3 separate regions of the Zea mays genome follow, and regions 1 and 2 are each linked to region 3. A link is a contact called in public Hi-C data. All regions are on one chromosome and are shown on one strand. The core of a region is the stretch at or near the end of the contact, and the rest is flanking DNA. Distances in the headings are between cores, read along the strand shown. Region 1 holds the start of LOC103634826 (nuclear pore complex protein NUP93A). Region 2 holds the start of LOC542722 (superoxide dismutase 4). Region 3 holds the start of LOC100281890 (PCB2).

The links. A called contact is a pair of places that touch in the nucleus more often than the background predicts.
Region 1: a contact with region 3 is called in a Hi-C map of endosperm, with 4 times the contacts expected there. The contact joins the promoter of LOC103634826 here to the promoter of LOC100281890 in region 3. A contact is called at or near these places in 6 of 25 Hi-C or Micro-C datasets (bundle sheath, ear, endosperm and 2 more).
Region 2: a Hi-C map of bundle sheath shows a contact between it and region 3, with 2.2 times the contacts expected there. The contact joins the promoter of LOC542722 here to the promoter of LOC100281890 in region 3. A contact is called at or near these places in 4 of 25 Hi-C or Micro-C datasets (bundle sheath, ear, leaf mesophyll and 1 more).

The regions. Positions count from the first base shown.
Region 1 is chr1:59,719,686-59,723,540 of Zm-B73-REFERENCE-NAM-5.0, reverse strand. It overlaps LOC103634826 (nuclear pore complex protein NUP93A), which reads left to right and starts at 1,649. Exons shown (of 15, transcript NM_001360139.1): 1 at 1,649-1,864; 2 at 1,981-2,072; 3 at 2,206-2,272. The coding sequence starts at 1,733. It overlaps LOC100281653, which reads left to right. Exons shown (of 7, transcript NM_001154572.2): 7 at 1-457. The coding sequence ends at 180.
Region 2 is chr1:60,288,652-60,292,944 of Zm-B73-REFERENCE-NAM-5.0, reverse strand. It overlaps LOC542722 (superoxide dismutase 4), which reads right to left and starts at 1,909. Exons shown (of 8, transcript NM_001112234.2): 1 at 1,696-1,909; 2 at 188-275; 3 at 1-93. The coding sequence starts at 263.
Region 3 is chr1:60,004,391-60,008,226 of Zm-B73-REFERENCE-NAM-5.0, reverse strand. It overlaps LOC100281890 (PCB2), which reads left to right and starts at 2,228. Exons shown (of 1, transcript NM_001154810.3): 1 at 2,228-3,796. The coding sequence starts at 2,361. The coding sequence ends at 3,566. LOC103634874 (a long non-coding RNA gene) reads right to left here and starts at 2,004. Exons shown (of 2, transcript XR_556976.3): 1 at 1,808-2,004; 2 at 1-913.

The sequences.
Region 1 (3,855 bases), core at 400-2,899, 280 kb after region 3:
ATGGACCCACTATATGAGCCTCCAGACCCGTCTTCCTTCAGCACTGTGTTCACGCACGAGAAAGGCGCTGTGCCTACTTGGTCCGGACCATTGGTTGATCCTGCTGCAGTGGTGAACCAAAAGCGGAAGCACAAGTTTGGGCGCTCATCGAAACAACCGGCCACTGCCCGTGCTCGGTAAGATCCTAAGGATCAATATTTACAGGTAAAAAAAAGGAGACTTCAACATGGGGGAAATGCTCCATGCAGCTGTTTTGCAAACGAAAAATGCAATGATAATGTATTTTGTTGGTTACCTGTTGTCATGTGAGTGATTTTTTTTCTAGACATCATGTATAGGCTGGGGAGGGAGTTGAAGTAGTTAGTTCTGTATATTAGGTTTTCTTTCCTGCTCTTTAAGCAGCTGCGTTTGATGTTAGATTTATTTGAATGGAAGCTTAGATCTCTAGCGTTTCACTACACCCCTTTCCATTGTAACAGTCTGTTGCCTGCATAATCAGTTATCAATTCAACGCAAATTTTCAATCGGATGTTTTGGTGAAAAGTTGGTGGATTCATGAACCATGACATGTATCACATTGTAAGCTGGAGTAATATTCCTAAAATTTCTGAATTTGTATTGTTGATAGAGAGATTGAATCTGTGTGGAGCTTTGGTGACTCAAACCTCCTCATGACTACAGAAGGTCTGTTTTCGATCAATTGAATTGTACACGGAAGAATATAGAGGGGTAATACTATCTCCAACAGCTTTCCTATCTTATTCTCTATTTCAAACTTTACTTTACGAACAGTGTTAAACAGTGTCATCTATACCGCGTCCTCTATTTTATATGGTCTATCAAAGGCAGCCAAATATTCTGAAATTAGAGGGGAAAAAGAGAACATATCTTGTGATCAAAGGGGTAATAATGCTTACGTGCATATTTTAAATATGAAATGATCATCTTGAATCTAATAACACTGCTACTTTTATGAAAATCCCATCACGCCATAAGAGAGAGGTGGACGGGACTCTTTATAAAATTGCTAATGTTGTTAGATGCAAGATAAACGTCGCAAAATTAAAATACCCTGTTTTAGACAGTAGTACTGTTTGAGACGATTATAGAAACTAGATCCTAGAAAAATAGTGTTAGAAGGTATTTTAGATTGCATTCCGTAGGTCTCAAAATAAATGCTCATCTTGTATGTCAAGAGATCAAGACTCACAATAAATGCTCATGTTGTATTTCAACAAGTCAATTAATCTTGATTTTAACTAAGTATATAAAAATATTTATATTTACAATATTAAATAAATATTATTACATTAATCACGTCGTATGTTTTGTATAGTAAATTTTGTTTAGAGATACAAATGTTTATGGTTTTTATAAATTTAAGGCTGATCGTCTCCACAAAGTTTGAGATAAACAGTGGACAGAGGAAGCACTGTTCAAGAGTCAGGAACAAAGGTAACGACAATTTGCTCCAAATCCTCGAATCTAAACCCGGGCTAAAATGGGCCTTCGCTAGGCACGTTGTACGGCTATTAGACTCAAGCCCAAAAGTTCAACTCCACAGCCCAGGATGGCTACAGGCGATGCGCGTGATTCAAGCCCCAGCCCAGCAACCATTTCAGCAGAACGCTCCACCGCTTCTCCGAAAAGGCAAAAACCCCACAGCTCGAGCGCCGCGCCGGAAGCCTGCGCCCCCGAAACCACGAGCGTAAACCCTCCTAGTCCGGCGGTGATGGCCGGCGTCGGTGGCAGCGGCGGTGGAGGTGGGGACGACGCGGAGATGGGCGGTTGGACGGGGCTTCTCCACTCCTCCACGAAGCTCCTCGAGCAGGCGGCGCCAACCCCGCACTTCCCTCCCCTTCAGGTGCGCGCCCGACGCCGTTCTCGTTTCCTTCCGCGCGGCTTCTCTCCCTTCCTCGCCGCCAACGCCGGCTACACTTATTCCTGCTGCCTCTAACGGGTTCGTTTCTGCTGCTCCAGAGGAATCTGGACCAGCTCGAGGCGCTCTCCACCAAGCTCAAGGCCAAGACCATCCGCTCTGAGGCTCCGTCACAGTCGCTCTCCGCCACCAGGTAGATAAATATCCGGAACCCACTTGATTAGCCTGGGATCCTTTCTGTGCATTGCCTTCTCTATTTTGCCTGAATTACAAGTGCCGCTTCTATAAGTCTGTGAGGACTTAGGGTTTGGGCTGCACTTCTGCAGATTGTTAGCACGCGAGGGGATCAATGCTGAGCAGCTCGCCAGGGACCTCAAGTCATTCGAACTCAAGGTAACGGATGAGCCGGAAATAGTGCATTTGGCACCACATTTCGTTTAGTGATATGACTAGTTTCAGTAGTGTTAAAAATATTTTTTGAGGTAAAGAGGTGTTAAAAGGTCGAGCAATTGATTTGGTTTAATAGAGTATTACTATTTAGGTTTATTTGAAAAAATAATAGGATATGGATTTTACAGAAGCATTGCCATGATTTACATGACTATCTAGTTGTACTGGAAGCTGCTTCCTAGTTCCTAGGATCCCCCTTAAACACTAGTACTCTTTATACATGGTGCTATAACATAAGAAAACACAAGAAATGGACCGAAAAGACAGTTTGCGACTTGCGAGTATTATAAGGACGTAAATTTGGCTGGCATGCACACCCAAGGTCTTAAGAGAATAATATTCGGGGGTTTGTTGACACAAGTTTTCTAAAGGAGTTGAATAATCAAGCAGCTTAGTAGGTTTGCGGTTTATAAGATATGCAGTGGCAACAAAAGCTTCATTCTAGAACTTTAGAGGCATAGATGCATACACAAGCAAAGATAGGCCAACCTTAACTATATGACAATGTTTTATCTCAGTAGGACCTTAACTACATGACACTAGATGTGTTATGCCCATTTTGGTGAAAAACGAGTTCAGATGTTGATACTCGCCTCCCTAATTAGTTTGGATTGGACAACAATTATTTTGGTGTTGAAGTGATGCTCAACCATATTCTGAAACACAACAAATTTTTTGAAGACTTCAGACTTGAATTTGAGCATGCAGACCTAGGTAAACTTGCTAAAATCATCTATAAAATTGACATAATTTTTTCGATCAGCTGAATCAGGAGCAGGTCACTATACATCAGAGAACACAAGTTCATGAGGTTTAAATGAAACACTGTTGATATAGAATATGAGAGCTGATGACTCTTTGCCTGTCGATAGGTATTATAGACCAACTCTTTAACTCACTAGAACAAGAAATTTTATTTTGACTGACTAATTTTTGAACAATCTAAAAGGATAAATGACCAAAGCAACTATGCACCGGCGAGGGGACATCTTGATGGCGCCAAGATCCCCTCATTGGAGGCTTGGTAAGGGATAGAGACCATCTTCATATCTAACGCAAAGTAGAACCTTCCTCGTGCTCAGATCCTTAATCAGAAAATGATAAGAAAAATATTCAAGTGTGACATAGTTGTCTTTAAAAAATGATGGACATAAATTAGATTCTTTGTAGCATGAGGAACATGCAAAACATTATTGAGATGCAAGGTTTTCACAGGGGTGTTAAAAAAACATGACCAATGTTGTTAATGTTCATACCTGCCCCGCTGGATGTGATGATCTGATCTATGCCCTTGTACTTGTTCTAGACCGTCAGCTTGTTTAGATCAGACATGATGTGATCAGTCGTAGCCGTGTCGAGGTACCAGTTGATGCCGACACCATAGCCATGAGTGGACGCAGCAGTAGTCTTGGTGTTGGAGGAGTAGCTTTCATTGAAGCGGTACCAGCGATTTAGGGCAACATGCCCTACTTTGCCACAGACTTGACAGATCTTGTCAGCGCGCCGGGCTTGTGGTTATCCATTAG
Region 2 (4,293 bases), core at 660-3,159, 290 kb before region 3:
TGCAGCCATTGGTGGTGTCACCAAGTGCATGCACATGGAACCCATGGAGGCCAGGCTTGAGGCCAGAGACACTTCCGGTGACAGTGGTAGGGCCTAACAATAGATCCAACCAACCAGAGTCAAGAATGCGAAGACGACAATTCAATCGAATATAAAATACTAGATCATAGAATATGAAATGTCTTACCATCTCCCTCTTGGGTGAAGAAGATGGTGCCCTTGACACCATCGCTGCTACCAAGCACAGCAACAGCCTTCACCATTGTTTATGTGATCTGCAAACAAGTCCACAAGTAACAGGGCCATTTCAGTATGGGTAAAAGTAGCACAAACTAAAAGCGAGCAGTAAGATATGTCAGTACATTTTAGTACCTCCTCAAATTATAAGTCATTCCAACTTTATTGGAGAGTCAAAGCATCTCAAGTTTGACCAAATTTTTATAATAAAAAATAACATTTATGTGACCAAATAAGTATCATTAGATTATTCATGAAGTATATTTTCATAGTATACCTATTTAATGTCACAAATCTTTGTAATACTCTATAATTTTAATCAAGCTTGATATGCCTTGACTCTCCAAGAAAGTTGGAATGTGTTATAATTTGGAATGAAGGGAGTAGATGTTAACCCCTAGATATATAGCATCTACATAATCTCATCGTAAGTGGAAGATGGAACATTTTGAGCAAAATACATGAGCTATGCCTTCATTTGTGACATCGTCAAGATATCAAAAGTGAATCAAGAGGAAATATGACACTCACTATGTTGCAAGTGACTGTTTCTGGTTCTCCACGTAATAGAGACCAGGCATGTACACTCATTCAAGATAACCAAAAACTGTATGACCTTTCACACATGAAGAATTGAGTCTAGGAGAATCACACCACACAATTGGGAACACATAATACACACAACTTAGATTCTCGAAACAGAACTTCAAAATTTTAATCATGAAGGTAGAAGTGATTTCTACTGGCCACCTTGCTAGTAGTCATCCTACACATCCCCTGACAAACCATAACATGATATGGATACCTAAACTTAGCTGATCAAACGTGCTCCAAATAGCTAATCTCAACAGGAAGAAATCATGATTCTATGACATCTGAACTTCTAGAAGTTAAACCGCATGATTCAGTCACGCTTTTTCTTGGCACAAATAGCGATACCAGTACGGTACGGCCTTTGAAATATCATTCTTTCATCAGGTATTCTTGGTCAGGGTGAAGCTGAAGGTTTAATGGTGATCCGGTTCATCAAAGCTAAAAACAACAGAAAACCGAAAAAATAATATAGCTGACACTTCCACAACAGTCTACGTAGCAACAGGAGACACTACCAGTCCACCACGAGTAGCACAAAGATATACACACGACCATTCATCCCAGAACAAGCAACAAGACTAAACAAAGGAACTAACATGACACGTATCTAGCGCTCTCAAAGTGCTTAATCCGATGGAACGAAGCAAATCGAGTCCCACTACTTGTGACGCCCAGATGGGCTCATATATAGGATGTAAGATCTGACTCAACGATCAATCGGAAGCTAACGGAAGCGGAAAGGGGGGAAACAAATTAGAAGTGGAACCGCACCACCGATCTGAGATCCAACTGCAACTCGTCCGGGGTACAGAGTGAGGCGATCGAAATGCCAGGGATCCGTGAGGGTTTTGGTAGGTAGCATACCTCAGGCGACCCCCGCGGCGAGGAAGGGATGGATAGGAAGGCGACGGCTTTGGAGTCTTGCGCTTCTGGATAGTTCTCTTCCGAGACTGGGGGTAGTTGGGGCCTTGGGGGCTGCGACGAGGTGGAGGAGCGGGATGCGCCGTGCGCGCCTGTGTGCTGGATTTGTAGGCGCAGCCGGACAGAGCAGTCAAGTTGCGTTGCTTCCTCGACGACCAGCAGGTTCTCTCTATTACACCATTATCACAATCCCCAGAAATACTGGTTGAATACGAAGTAAAAGTTATTTCAACAGTTTTCTTATATTATAGTTTTGAATTTATCCGGTTGCTGCTGGCTCTCATGAATATTTAGTGTGAGAAATATTTTTTTTACTAAACTGAAATAAATCACTCATGGACGATATATATTCGATGCATTCATGTTGTTCATTTTATTTTTTTGTTAGTTATGTTTCGGTACGTCGCTACTGTTTTTATTTATGCTCTTATGCTAGAGCATATAGTATAAACACAAAGAAATATGTATCTTGTTAGAGAGTGGATAAGATCGTGGTTTTGGAATCAACAACCACGTTGCAAATTTTCATTTCAGTATAATTTTAGTTTTTAACATTTAAATATGGGAAGTACAGAGAGATGAATAGAAGCGAAAGAGTAACACACAACGACAGTGTTCAGTATACATATTTTTGTGCATTGCAAATGATATTATATCTAAATGTCTTTAGAGTTTTGCCGTCCTAAAAAGATAGAAATGATAGGTTTGTTGCACATCTCATATTCGAATCCTAAACTCTTCCATCAACAATAGAGATGTGAGCAAAATATAATATACTAGCTCCCAATTCGGATCATCAGTTTGCCTAGTCTTTGACTCACAAGCGCATAAGTCCATTCAATTTAGTTCTAAGTCAAAATCAGCCCAAAACCAACTAAAAAAGGGATAAACCTTGGAAAAGATGAACTACACCTAGTTCTACACTTTGGATAAGTTCAAAACACTCATAGAGACCTAATTGATACATCCAAGGAGGTTGGTCAGCTCAATTTGAACAAAACACTATTTTAGAGTTATTTTGAGCCAAAACAGGAATATAAGATAGAGAAATCAGTTCAAATTTCGTGACTTAGACTAGTTGGATAGGTTGTAAATATGTTTTGTCTAAGTCATGGAAGTGTCCAAGAGAAAAGCTAAGTCAAATGAAAGAAGAAATACCCAAGTTTGGTCTTGTTTTCTCTTTTTTGGCGTACTAGTGGCGCACCAGACCTCTTACTCAGGAAGGGTGTTTTTAGGCTTCGGAGGCTTGGCACACCAGACCGTCTACACAGAGAGCATATAAACTAGCACTTTTGAGCCGGCACACAAGTGGCTCACCAGACCACCCGACAACAGCCAACAATCAGCTGACAGGCTTCAACGTTAACCTACCTGTCATATTATTCATGGTCCGGTGGCGCACTAGACAAGCACTGTTCACAGGCGGGTGGACCACTGCGCAGACAACTTTTGGGCAATTTTTTTCCAATGATTCATTTGGTAGTTGAGGGCTATAAATATCCCAACCAGGATAATGAAGATACAAGACTCACTCAAACCTACTACACGTTAAGTGCAATCTCTAATATCATCCAGAGCTAATTCTGCGTCGTGTTTGATCCGAATTGCATTTGAGAGACTTAGCGGCTTGAGTAAAAAATAGTTGCGAGTTCTTGTGTTCTTGATTCGAGATTTTCACTCTCGCTCCCTTCCTTATTCTCTTGATTGTAAAGCGAGGCGAGAGACTTCGAATACTTTGTGTGGAGGTGCTTGTGGGACTTGGTGTCCTCGTGACAGTGAGAAACACTCATCCAGTCTTTGTGACCGTGTGAGAGAGGAAAACGGTTGAAAGAGACTCGTCCTTTGTGGACTCCTCAACGAGGACGTAAACTCTTTGGAGTTGAACATCGGGGAACAAATCACTATGTTTCTGTGCTGATCACAATCTTTGTGATTTGCTTATTCCCTCTCCCCTCTCTAGTTCTTTTGCTTGCGATCGATTTGAGTTGGCTCCCAAAGCTATCCGCATTGATTCAACAACATAGCAAGAAGAACTACTATTCCGCACTTCGATTCTTACTATACTCGTTCTAACACTAACTTCGGGTGAAGTTTGTGTTCAAAGTTTATAATTTTCAGGTTTTGTCTATTTACCTCTTTTATGCGACTTTCAATACCACTATGGGCGACGATGTCGATACAAGGAAGAACAACAATGGTGTATTATTGTTCTTCCTTGGCTCATGTCATGTGACTTAACATTTCTAGAGCAAAAGGTGGCCGCGTTATCGTCGTGTGAAGTGAAGTTTATTGCAGTGGCGATGACGGTCTATCAAGGTGTATACTGTATAGTTAGCGCAATTGCTTGTAAAGCTAAAAAAAGCGAGCAACACACAACTCCATTGTTGATCAAAGCAAACATATAGATGCGATCGAGATGATTTCAGATTATTCGGGAGTACATTAGAGATGAAAAGATGTATATATATCGAGCATGTCCGCACTGAGGAGACAATTGATAATTTAACAAAGCCGCTATTATCATGTGATCGTTTCTGTAAA
Region 3 (3,836 bases), core at 979-3,478:
CCTTCATTTCTCAATCAAACACACCCTTAACAAACTAGTTAGTCCATAAGGCTGTAATGGTCATCAAATATTAAAAGCAATATAGAAATGGCTTAATCCCATTTTTCCCTTTTAGTGAGGGCATATGAGCAAGGCGAGTATGGAGAGCGACGAGAAGGTAAGACGAGGATACGAGTGCCTATGCATGCAAACAGTTCAGTGAATGGGGGAACATAACAAAAAAAATGAACTAAGTGCATCACGCACTGATGCTTTATTGTAGTAGAGATTTGTTATACATATGACCTATCTTTTAAGCTAACACTATAGAGTTGGTTGTGGGTCCCTCTAGAGAGGTGTGACATTCTTATGTATTACAACCGAGTAACACTTAGACATACCAAGAGCCCGTTTAGGCAACTTTTTCTGAAGAGCTTTACTAAGAATTTGGATTCCTAAATAATCTAGCTATCAAGAGAATCTAGTAATCACAGGACTTGCATACAAAGAAAGATGAAGGGGTCTGCAAATTTAGGGTTTAGACGGCGATGGATTCCTCTTATCACTATGACTTGATATATTATGCTTTTACGTTGATTCAAGGGATTTTCACAACAACCATTCTCATAGATATAGACTATGAAACAAAGCATTCGATTATTAAAAACCCGTTATAACGGCCAAGGTACATCCAACAAAAAGAGACCATGTCCCTTATTCTCATGGGCTTCGAACCCCAAAGAGTTCAAAGCCCAATCGGTTTCATGAGGCATGGCCCTTTTAGGACTTAAGGAGCAGCGAAGGTCTCCAAACATCTATGTGGTTAGTGCTTGAGGGAAGAACTGCCTCAAGTAAATGTAATCATCATAACACCCTAAGACACAAGTCTTCATAACACCCCTAAAATCTTGATCAGCAAAGAGTATACATGATCCTGCAAAACACTATATTGTAATGTAGATTATACAGTTTAAAATAGTGAATCAGATCGAGAAACTGGAGACCACCTTATAGCATGTTTGTTTGTTAAAGGGGAATAAAGCCCTTGAACATGTTTGTCTGAGGTACATCATTAGAGAATATTTAATTGAGGTGTATGTTTTAAAGATTTTCTAAAAAGTTCTTGACTGCGAGGAACTAATTATAGCATTTCAATGAAGTTAAGTTCACAAAAGCATTTTTTTAGTTTTCATGTAAACTCATCCTTTCAGAGTTTCTGCAGTAAAGGAGGAACTTAGGCTACCCAGGGACTTAAATTATTCTAGCCTTGGCCCCGTCCCCGAGTTTTGAACGCTTGTACGGTACAAAAATCCAGATTCAAAGCATTCCTGTATCAAAAATCCTCAGATATTCTTAAAAAAAGATATGACATCGACACAATCCATCCAGAATACGAACACATCAACCTTTATGAGGTGGATCGCCCTCAAATGAATGATGCTGCAAAGACTTGCGTAAACTATATAGCAATGAGAATCCAGCCGAGTACAAAAATATGTTTGTTGCATTAAAAAATGCAGTATGTGTTTGGCCTCAGATTAGCATTTTGGCACATTAATCTTAGTCGCCGATAACTCGGGCAAAAGATTACCCGAAGCGCAAAATAGTTACCGAGACTCATGCCATACGCTGTCATCACCGGCAACGACATCGAAAGCCAACCCGCACATCAAACCAATCCAGCAAAATCCATAGTCGCTTAACTGTTTAGAATATGGACACGAGAAAAATAGGCGTTCGAGAGGGGGGGACACGAGAAAATCTATCCAACTCCCCGGAGATGTTGAAACGTATCGACAGGGAAGCGAAAAATCGGGAGGAATCAAACCTCAATGAAAACGGATCGACGGGGAAACAAAGAAAGGAACGAAACAGTGCCCCGAGCGATCCTAGTTGAGAGATGGAGGTCGGAAGTCTCTGGAGGTTGAAAGAAGCCGCAGCAGCACCCAGCAGACCAAGGTAAGAAACGGCGGCGGCGGCGGAAGCTAGGGCTTCTTCTGCGGAGACCGAAGAGGCGAAGAGTCACTAGCACTACGTCTCGCCTTTATTACGCTTCTGAACGTTGGGCTCTGATGGGCTACGTTCTGTGGTGGGAATCTTTGACTGCGAACCGGCCCATGGACTGAGAAAGATTTGGGCCCAAAACCACAGTCCTCGTCTTCTGTCGGAAAAAAGATCGCAAATGAAACGACCCCGCAGCTGACGTGATGTGATCCATCTGTTGCCCTGCTCTGCTCACCGGATTCCCCCCGACCTCGCCACCGCCACAAACGCTGTCCAGCTCCTCGCACTCTGACACTCCCTCAATCTCCCTCCTTCCCGTCCACGTCGCTCGCCGTTCCGCCTCCCGCATTCCGTCCAACACCCCCGCCGCCACTACCATGGCGACCATCCTCCTATCCTCCCGCCTCCCAACCACCGGTACAGCCACGCCGTCGCCCACCCGCCCCGCTCCGCGGTTCCTCTCCTTCCCCGGGACCGCCATCCGACGCCGCGGCCGGGGCCCGCTCCTCGCCTCCTCCGCGGTCTCACCGCCCGCGCCGGCTTCGGCGGCGCAGCCCTACCGCGCGCTGCCGGCCTCGGAGACCACGGTCCTCGTCACGGGCGCCACGGGCTACATCGGCCGCTACGTCGTCCGGGAGCTCCTCCGCCGGGGCCACCGCGTGCTCGCCGTGGCGCGGTCCCGGAGCGGCATCCGCGGCCGCAACTCCCCCGATGATGTCGTCGCGGACCTCGCCCCCGCCCAGGTCGTCTTCTCCGACGTCACCGACCCGGCCGCGCTGCTCGCGGACCTCGCCCCGCACGGGCCCGTCCACGCCGCGGTCTGCTGCCTTGCCAGCCGCGGCGGCGGCGTGCAGGACTCGTGGCGCGTCGACTACCGCGCCACGCTGCACACGCTCCAGGCCGCGCGCGGGCTCGGGGCCGCCCACTTCGTGCTTCTCTCCGCCATCTGCGTCCAGAAGCCGCTCCTCGAGTTCCAACGCGCCAAGCTCAAGTTCGAGGAGGAGCTGGCCGCGGAGGCCGCGCGGGACCCCTCCTTCACCTACAGCGTCGTGCGCCCCACGGCGTTCTTCAAGAGCCTCGGCGGCCAGGTCGACATCGTCAAGAACGGCCAACCGTACGTCATGTTCGGCGACGGCAAGCTCTGCGCTTGCAAGCCCATCAGCGAGGAGGACCTCGCCGCCTTCATCGCCGACTGCATATACGACCAGGACAAGGCCAACAAGGTGCTGCCCATTGGCGGGCCGGGGAAGGCGCTCACGCCGCTGGAGCAGGGGGAGATGCTGTTTCGGCTGCTCGGGCGCGAGCCCAAGTTCATCAAGGTGCCCATACAGATCATGGACGCCGTTATCTGGGTGCTCGATGGATTGGCCAAGCTGTTCCCGGGGTTGGAGGACGCCGCCGAGTTCGGCAAGATTGGCAGGTACTATGCCTCGGAGAGCATGCTGTTGCTGGACCCGGAGACCGGGGAGTACAGCGACGAGAAGACGCCCAGCTACGGCAAGGACACGCTCGAGCAGTTCTTCCAAAGAGTGATAAGGGAAGGGATGGCGGGGCAGGAGCTTGGCGAGCAGACCATCTTCTAGGCCTTCTCCATTACCAGTTTCCGGGAGAAAGAAACTTGTAGTAGATTATATGCCGACAATGTACTTGTAGAGATGTGAGCTTTTTGACTTGCTGATGATGTAAACACGACTCGCGATTCAATCATACCAAAGTATGATGATTGTCTAATTTGGAGGAAGAGAAATGTTTTGACTTGTTGCTTCAAAGAAGCTGATATCTTGTCTGCACATAATACATGTTTTCGCCCACAGTTTCTTAAGAGAGAAACCGAGAGTCTCTCGCAAATATGC